2 separate regions of the Arachis hypogaea genome follow, and region 1 is linked to region 2. Evidence: chromatin contacts called from public Hi-C data. All regions are on one chromosome and are shown on one strand. The core of a region is the stretch at or near the end of the contact, and the rest is flanking DNA. Distances in the headings are between cores, read along the strand shown.

Region 1 (4,597 bases), core at 1,179-3,678, 210 kb before region 2:
GGGAGCTCGTTGTATGACTCATCCCAGTCACCGTATATGAGGGCAATAGCCTTCTGCTTCGCCATCCAGACCCTCCTGTAAGTCGGCCTAAACCCGAAGTGTGCTGCCGTGGCAGTTAGGAGCACCTTGATGCTGACGGATGCATCAGCCCTAACCATTGGCATAATGAACGCCGAAATCACATGATAATCCAAGCTCCTGTGGTCACTCGAGATGGAGGTCGCAAGACAAGTGTGAGGTCCATTGTACCGTTTGACCTCCCAAATGCCCTTGCGCTGCCGCAGACTCAGTCGAATCAACCATGTGCACCCATTCCCAAACTCAGAACACTTGCCCACATAACGGCGATGATCAGACTCCACTACCTTGTACTGTACCCCTCGCCGGATGCTGTAAGTCTTCACACTTAACAGGGCCTCATCTTTATCCTGAAATTGCTGACCAACCTGGAACTCTGTCAGACCAGCAGTCCCTTCCGCATCTCTAGCTCCGAATCCAACAGAGTGCCCTGAAACACCCTCTTGCCTCATGGCATCCAGGTCCAAAGAGGAAAAATGTGGTGGATACTGCTGTGTGCCAGAACTAGAATCACCGACCGCCAATGCAGGCTCAGTCGCTCCAACCTCGTCGTCGCTGTCATCCTCAATCATATCCGGCTCGACGTCGTCCTCCTCTACATCACCCAACAATCCGTCTCCGACGCCAACCGGTGGAACGCCCTGTAAAGCGTTCGGCAGAATATCAACTGATCCTACCACGTCGCCTACTCCGTCATTGAGATCAACAGCAAAAGACGGGGAGGCGACAGGTTGGACCGCTGGCTCGTACACAGGGACGGACGAAGAAGCAACGGCAGGCCTGGAACTGGAACCGGCTGCCGTGGCTACAGTGGTGGTATTCCGGTTCGAACCCCCTGAGCTGGATACCACATCAACCAGCTTTGCCAACAATTCTGGTGTCCTCACCTCCGGAAACTGCCTCCGACAAAGAAACATGACTTGCAGGTCCTCATCACTACCAATCGTGAAACAATCATACTTCACGGTATCCTGCAAGACCGTGAATGGAATGCGATAGAAAAACTTCTTAACCCGCTTCGCACCTTCCAGACCAAGTTTCATCAGCACAGATCTAACAAGGTCATCATAGCTCGTCGTTGGGTTCACGACAATACAGAGAGGATCCTTATCTGTGAACTTCACACCGGAACGAGTTTTCCTCTTAATGGATCCTCTGTGGTGAACCAAAACAACAAAACTCTCCTCACTAGCCATCTTACACCCTCTAATGAGAGCAACTCACGTTTACAACCATATATATACTGCTCTGTCTACCACTAAATCGAACCAGCCTGGTTCGAATTAGGGTTTGTGTAATTCGAACCAGCTTAGTTCGAATTACTTGATGCAGCCTCTCTCTCTATAATTCGAACCAGTCTGGTTCGAATTATATGATGCAGCCTTCTCTCTCTATAATTCGAACCAGCTTGGTTCGAATTACTAGCATTGCTAAATCGAACCAACCTTGTTCGATTTACTTGAACCAGCTCCTCTATGTAATTCGAACTACATTGGTTCGAATTATTAATGAATAGAGTTTGAACCACTATGGTTCGAATTATATAAATATGTGGTTTGGCTCATTACTGAAACGATTTTGGTTTTGGCTTATTTACGTAATTTCGGCCTGGCATTGGCTTATTATAGTTTTTTACCCATAAAAATAAATAATTCACTAAAAAATTATTTTATAATGTGTAAAAAATTAAAATTATTTTTTATGTAAACAAATTTAATTAATTAAATAGAGATATAATTAATTATTATAATTATTAATAAATTAAATATGATTTAATTATTTAATATAATTATTTAAATATTTAAATAATTATATTAAATAATTAATTATATACGTAAAGTATAATATATATAAAGTTAATACATGTAAAGGTCACCTTATATATGTATATAAAATATTAATTTTATTAATAAAATATTATTTATTTTTTTTAATTTAATAAACAAATGTCTATATATTATTAGTTAAATTGGAAGAAAACGAATCCCTCAGCAGGGTTTCTATAACTTTAAAAGAACTCTCTTTTTGTTTACTTCAACAGTAGATCTTTATCTTTTATGACACAGTTAATGAAACTCCAAATTCTTTTACCATTGAAATTGCTCTAAATACTTAGTAACTTGCTTTCCTTAGTTTACTGTAACCAAGTAACCAACAGATAACCCTTTCAAAAAGTCAATGCTTACTCCACATGATTTGGTGGTAAATTAGATTTGTTAAATGGTTATTAGTTATGTTATTGCGGAACTGATTATTAATTGTATAATTTTATTCAAGTGGTTGATCTAAGGGATAAACTATTATTGTGATTAATTATATTTAGGAGGTATCTCATCTAGTTTGACATTCAATGTATATTGTATTATACTAGTACATATCATTCTATTGTATAGATGGTTATAATTAACTTCTATTACATAAAAATGGTTAACAATTATAATTTAATGCAAGTGGTTAATCTGTGGGACAAATTACTAATGGGTATGGAATTAATTATATTTTAGTAGGGTAACTCATCTAGTTTGACAATTATTAAAAATAATACCAAGTTATACATAGCATTCATTATGGAAAAGTTTGTTGGATATTAAAGGCCCTTGAGGTAGAGTTGACGATATTTATGTGGCTAACCCAAAAACTGAACTTAGGATTAGCCACATTATTCATTCATTTATTTATTTATCCATCCATGTTTTCTTAGGGAAGGCTAATTGATAGAATGATGTCAGTTAATTGATATTAATTCAATCTTCCAAGGAACAAAACATCATCTAGTTCAGATTGAAATATTGCTTTCTTTTGTAATTCCCTATTCTAATGCTTTGAATTTGATCATAAATGATGTATAATGACATGGATAAACCACTGAAAATACATTCGAATAATTTTGGCGTATATATTCACATTTTATTCTCGACAACAATATTTTTAAATAATATAAAAATATGATAAAAATATCTTAACTATGATAAGAGACTTGTTCTATTAGCGAAAAAGTATGATGTGACTCACTTGCTAATATTAAAATCTCACTTGTCCGATAGAAAATTATTTGCCATTTTAATCAGCAAAATAATTCAGACATATTTTTAGTTGTTAACCAAATATACATAATACAAATGGTGCAACAGGAGTCAGCATAGTATTTGAGACTTCATTGATGAAGTGAATGTGAGTTGTAACATTTATTGGGCTTTGGATGCCATGTTGTGAATTGAGAAAGTTTAGGGAGCCAACAGTTTTATTAAAATTTAGCTAGCACCTAATAAGTAAAAAAAAATGAGTAATTCTGCACCATTATAATTTTACACTATTAAAAATATTAATAATAACTAATTAATAACTACAAATTACAAAACTTGTTGATCCCTAATACTCCTCTTATAAATTTAATGAGCACTTTGGAAACTTCTTAGTGCTTGCCATGCATGAAAATTCAAAACAGCATGGAACAAATTTTAATTTAGTGACAACATGCCAAAAATCAATAATCATATATGGTACATATATATGCACCTATTGAATAATAATACAATATAAAGTTGGAGTTATTGCCCTCGTTCAAGTGAAAATGATATGCATGCATAAAAAGACCACTATAGAGGCGAGATACCGATTTAGAAATATACAAATTAAAATTTGAATTCGTTATAAGTATAATTTTATAAATAACTCTATTAAAATTTAATAGATTGTGACAATTCAAATTAAATATCAAGAGTTTTAAATCACGGGACATTCTTCTATGAAATTATAGTTAGATGTGCGTATCATTAGTTATGAGAGATCGAAATTTTGATAGCAAAGAACAAGAATTTAAATAATAAAAAATTGAAGAACAACAATATATAAATGATAAGAGAAATTAAACTAAAAACAATTAAGGTAAAGGAAAGAAAATTCAAATGTTAAAAAGATTTTGTTAAGGGTTGAGAGTCAAGGATCACTATTCTTATCCCTGACTACAAATATGACAATTATGAAGAGTTAATTACACTTAGTCAAATCCTAAACATTGGAAAAAGTCAAATAGGCATAATTAATTTTAATCCACAAATTCTAACTAACTCACTAATTAGACTTAGTGAAAGGATAGCCTTAGTGGAAATAAAATTAACTAACAACCCTAAATCACCAATCAATATCGGACATCAATGACTCAAGATCATCTAAGTTCTCAATCTCAAGCCAAGAATGCAGGATTCTACTTGAAAACTAAGGAAGACATTTTATCGAACACTTAGAAGGCATAAAAGTAAAGCATCATAAATTGCAAAAATAATAAAATCTACAACTAACCAAGACAAGAAAGCAACAATAATAACTCAAATGAACATCAATAAATATGAAAAATATTAAATTGCATTAAAGAAAAATGAAATTCAACAAGTGTTCATAAATTAAAAATAGAAAAAACAAGAAACTAATAATAAAAAGTAAGTAAATTAAGATGTTAGAACAAAAAATATATAAAAAAAAACTAAACTAAAACAATATCAAAACCTAAAACTAGAGAGAA
Region 2 (4,995 bases), core at 2,376-4,875:
TTAAGTTGGTTACCCAAACTGGACCTAAGTGTAGTAGAATTGGCTTATGTAGGTGATTTTTCATTTTCTCATTCCAATTTGGACAGAACACAGAAAGGAAAAAACAAACAACTATAAATCTTGATTCAGCCTTTGAGTATAATGAGATTTATATCTAATCTTCGTTATAAACTATCGTGGAATTTTTATTATAATCGAATCAACTATAGTCACCGATACTAATGAATTACATAACTAATTTATCTAGTACTCTAAAATTTGCACCAAGCTCAAAATCACTAAGCTTATACAAGTCTAGCCAAATTCTAAGTGATAATCCAATTTAGAAAAAGAAAAGGAAAAATATCTAGATCCTACTACTAAAGATCAAGTATTAACATTCAGTTTCTAGGGGCTTGCTTAAATGGAAGCAATGGTCATACCAACTGCCAAGAGAAAACAATGAAATACTACTTCGCCACAACCAGAAAACTAACTTTATTTAAAGCTTCATTTGAATTTGATTAATGTTGGATAACCTTTTAAATTCCCTGGTCAATTCCCAATTCTACTACTACATTAAAAGTACAACAGGAGGAGGATAAAAACTATCCTGCTGAGACCAAATAACTCTCAAAGAAATAAATAATAACTGTAGAAGGTAGAGACCAAATAATTTCTCCTATATTTCGGTACGTTACCCTAATGTGTCAAAAATTGTTTTCTAATAATACTCAAACTTCTAATCACAAGATCATTGACACAATAAATTGGAGAACAAATATATTAGGAAGTTACAATTCAACTGTTCAAGTATCCACATTGGCTATTTTCAAATGTAGGACATACTCCAAAATTCCAAAAATTTGATAGAGACATGTTAGAACAGGAAAAGCAGTAATCCTGAATTCAGTAACGAAGCAATTCAATACCCTTTTCCTCATTCATCATTCAACTGGTTCATCTACCTCAAAAACGTTCCTCAGTTTCTCTTCATCTGATTCAAAGACTTTCCTTGCCTGTTTCAGCTCTTCATTCATTGACAACAATTCTGTACTTCGATTAAGTTTTGGCAAATCCTGTAGCAGTATAAGAAATTGGGATTAATCATGAACAAAAATGTTCAATCATGAATTGGATTAATGTTTATGGCTACTTGAAAGTTGCAAAGTTGCAACAAATTCTGAAGTATTAGCCTCTTAATCTATGACAGTACAGCTCTTTATATCATGCCTCAAAGCAATTGAAGACAAAATGGTGTTAAAGGCAAATCATAAGTGCATTTTCTTGGTAGTAAAAGCCGTGGATTTGGTATTGAGCACCGTTACATGATTTGACATGTTTTACTAAATTGTTATCTAACTACTCTCAATTATCAACTTCCTATTAAGACAACTCTATGTGAGTCTTCACTCTTCACCTTATTTGAAATTCTTTTATGAACAAAGAAGTACCTTGCGAATCAAATAAAGGAAATCCTCAACAGATAGCTTCCCTCTCTGTGATCCAATATCTTGAGCTTTATGTACCTTCCGAAGGAAAAAAATTCAAAGCACAAAAATAAAAGGTCCAAATTAATCCACAACACTGTAATTCAGTTGAACAAGAACAATGAAAAAGTTAGTTTTAAAAAATAAATAAATTAGGTTACCAATTCCGTGACATATTCCACAACAATATCCTCCATAAGCGCCACACTTTCAGGAAGAGGCTAATTGTGCGAAGCATAAAAGAGATCAAAGTTTAGTATCCATTAACATTCACATCCCAAAAAGTAATTAAGGATGTAATAAAAGGTTAGGGCACTTACATTTGGATCATCTCCAAAGCCGTACATCATGTGCTGCACTGTTTTAGCAAGCATAAGGAAAATTATTAGTGACAGTTACATGCATAAAAGAAACGTTTTTCTTTTTCATCTTAAAAAGAAAAAGGAAAACAGAAAATTGCAACGGAAAAAAAAAAAAAAACAGGAGGTTGGATAGGAGTGATTACTAACGTTCTTTTTGGAAGACTCCTCTTTTGCGCTTTGAAGAAGTTTCGGAAGGTTGAAAAGAAGCACTTCTTGGTTTCGACGAGCTTCCACCACCGGAACTGCTCATTCTTCCGCACAAGAAGAAGAAGGAATGAACCTTCAGTGAGTTCGGATTTCTTCTTCAGATTCTCGTTTGGTGTGGATAGTTTTGGAGTACCTTCGGTGAAGATCCTGCACTCTTGAGAATTGAGATTCTCTCTTTCCAATTCACAAGTTATTTTCTATGATAAATTGATAATCGGTAACAAATTCAACTCTAATCATTTTTAGCAACAAGAAAACTTAACTAAGTGATTACTCAGCAAGACAGCAACAAATGATGATAATCATTAACAAATTCATCTCCGTGATGATTTTTAGCAATAAAAAAACTAGCTAATATTTTCAGCGACAAAATATTCAAGGTTCGGTGATGATAATCAGTAACAAATCATGTCAGTGATGATTTTCAGCAAAAAAAAAAAAAAAAAAAACTTGTTCAGTGATATTTTCAGCAACAAATTCAACTGTCAGCAACAAAATCAGAGTGCAGTCATGAATTACAGCAACAAAACTGAAAAAGAAAGATCATAAGAATTTGTTGGAACTCACCAAATCGGGGACCAGCTTATGGTTGCGCGAAAGAAGCTGACGGCGGCGGGGAGGAAGCTGACGGCGAGACTCGAAGCAAGAAGACCAGCCCGGGGACCTGCTGGTTCTGCCGCCGGAGACGATGAGCGCAAGGAAGGCGCGCGACTGAGTGCGAGACGGTGACGAGACAGAGCGCGACGATGAGGACCAGTAGGGACCTGCTGCCGCCGGCGACAACGAGCGCAGGGAAGGCGCGAGCGCGACTGAGTACGAGACTGGAGACGGTGAGAGAGACCGGAGACGAGAGTGGAAGAGAGCTTGAGTGCGAGAGCCAGTGAGCCACAGGGAGAGAGATGAGAGAGCTCTAGCTTCAGTGAGCGAGTGACGAGAGGAAGGAGACGTTCAGGGCTGAAGAGAAACGACGTCGTATGCTCGTATCGAGTGGGGTGGAAAGGGGAAATCCTAGTGGGATTATGGCCTTATATGGGTATCGATGGAGAGAAGGGTGGGACTGCGAGTGTTGATGATGATGGGCTTTTCTTTCTAGTCAGGTTCTATGACCAAAAATAAAAGGCAAACATCTCTTCACATTTTTAGATTTTTACATATCACATGCCAGGTCCAGTGATGTTTAGAATTGACGGGGCTCTCTAATTCATTTGATAAAAAACATTACAGATCCTCCAATATAAAAGAAAAAAAGCTTTGACATATCCGCATTCACCACATTTTAAAGGGAAAAGAAAAAGAACAATTGGTTCAAAAGACTTTTAAAAATGAAAGAACAACAATAAGGAACCTACACAATTACAATCTTTCACAAAAAAGAATGGATCCTTCTTTTCAACAAATGAGAAAAGAGAAAAAAAAAATGATTGCTCTACTTCTAGGGGCACTACTTCTAGATACATCTTAGAGCAAAGCATATCTAGTCAAACATGACACATCCACACGTGATTTTCCATTTGTATGCCTGATTGACAAATCAAAATCCTCGTATCCTAATCTATCTCCCTCTTCCTTCCAGTATGAACTCTCTCCAATTTTTCTTGGGCAAGTGAAAGGAAGAAAAGGCCATCAATTCTGTGAGTTCCTTTTTACTTTTTTCAAATTTCAACAACTTTTGTAATTTGAATACTGATTGTTGCTACATATGCTCTTTTATTGATTTCACCAAACATATGTGGCTATCTGCAGAGATTACAAAGAATGGGGCATGATAACTATGATGTAGGAGAGAGCCCCTATGATGATCCTTTTTTGAAGGGATGTTGCTGCTGCCATTGTTTTTGGGGCATCTCTTCCATTTTCAGTTGCATTCAGAGATGGTTCCTTTTGATTTGTGACCCTTTCTTCAAGTGTTTTGGCAACAATAATGTTCTTGTTATGCATACAAGTTGTGTCAGTTAAATATAGTGTTTATTATTTAAGAAATTACATCAAAATTCAGTGATAATAAAGTAGGTAAACAAATGTTGAAAAAACATTTATCTGTGTACATAGATATAATAGAAAATTTAAGCAAAGGCTAGCATAAGCTTTTGGGTTTTTTAAGAGTTATGCAGCAGGTTGTATGATTTTTTTTTTTTGTTGACTCAGCAGGTTGTATGTTTGTGCTTCATATTATAAATATATGAGAATTTACGCATATTCTTATATAATGAGTTTAATTCTGATATATTAATGGTGTAAAATATATTATACAATAGTTTAATCATATTTATTTTTTAAATAATTATTTATATAATTAAAATAAAAAATAATTATTTTATTAATATAATATTACGTAATTAGATATTTAGATAAAATTATTTTATATTAAGAATGTATTAAAATTAAATTATAAAAAATATAATAAAAAACTCATTGTTGTAGATTATATTTTTGGACATTCTGTGCATATTTCAAATGAATGTTTTTATTCAGTTTCATCAGGAATAATGACTAATTAGTTCCAAATATTGCTAGCTACAAATATGATCATATGGATGTGATTTCTAGTGGAATATTTTTGCTAGGTTAATATTTAAATTTGTCATATTTTTTAAATTAGTCTTAGAAAGATTAAATTAATTATATTAGTCCCTCAAAAATAGAATGTAAGTCAAAATGATTCTTTATTAATCAGATAATGATTTATTATGTTAAGTGTTATATGTCACAAAATGATTAATTGACGTGTCATGTGAGTGATACGTGACATGCTAAGTGTTATTTGACATGTCATAACCTTATTTAAAATTAAATTAATTTTTGAATATATATATATAGGTTATTTTTATTCTTAAAATTTTAAAAATTAATTAAATTAGTCCTAATATAAATTTTTTATTTTTTTATAATATTAAATTTTTAATATTTTTTAATCATACTAATTTTAATCTCATTTTTTATACCTTAATAAATAAAAT

Evidence for each region. Hi-C and Micro-C count contacts between places; a contact is called where the count stands out from the background.
Region 1: a contact with region 2 is called in a Hi-C map of leaf, with 1.7 times the contacts expected there. The contact joins the enhancer-like site here to the promoter of LOC112743854 in region 2. A contact is called at or near these places in 2 of 8 Hi-C or Micro-C datasets (both in leaf).

The regions. Positions count from the first base shown.
Region 1 is chr14:119,955,137-119,959,733 of arahy.Tifrunner.gnm2.J5K5, reverse strand. No RefSeq gene overlaps it. Among protein-coding and RNA genes, the nearest start is that of LOC112743859, 14 kb to the left of the region's middle. Within about 2 kb of position 2,428, at least 1 of the 3 cell types and tissues checked has open chromatin away from gene starts, as enhancers often do.
Region 2 is chr14:119,746,313-119,751,307 of arahy.Tifrunner.gnm2.J5K5, reverse strand. It overlaps LOC112743854 (transcription initiation factor TFIID subunit 13), which reads right to left and starts at 3,625. Exons shown (of 6, transcript XM_025793231.3): 1 at 2,606-3,625; 2 at 1,979-2,185; 3 at 1,790-1,827; 4 at 1,631-1,690; 5 at 1,434-1,508; 6 at 737-1,058. The coding sequence starts at 2,081. The coding sequence ends at 927. It overlaps LOC112743855 (a long non-coding RNA gene), which reads left to right and starts at 3,530. Exons shown (of 2, transcript XR_003172484.3): 1 at 3,530-3,669; 2 at 3,782-4,232.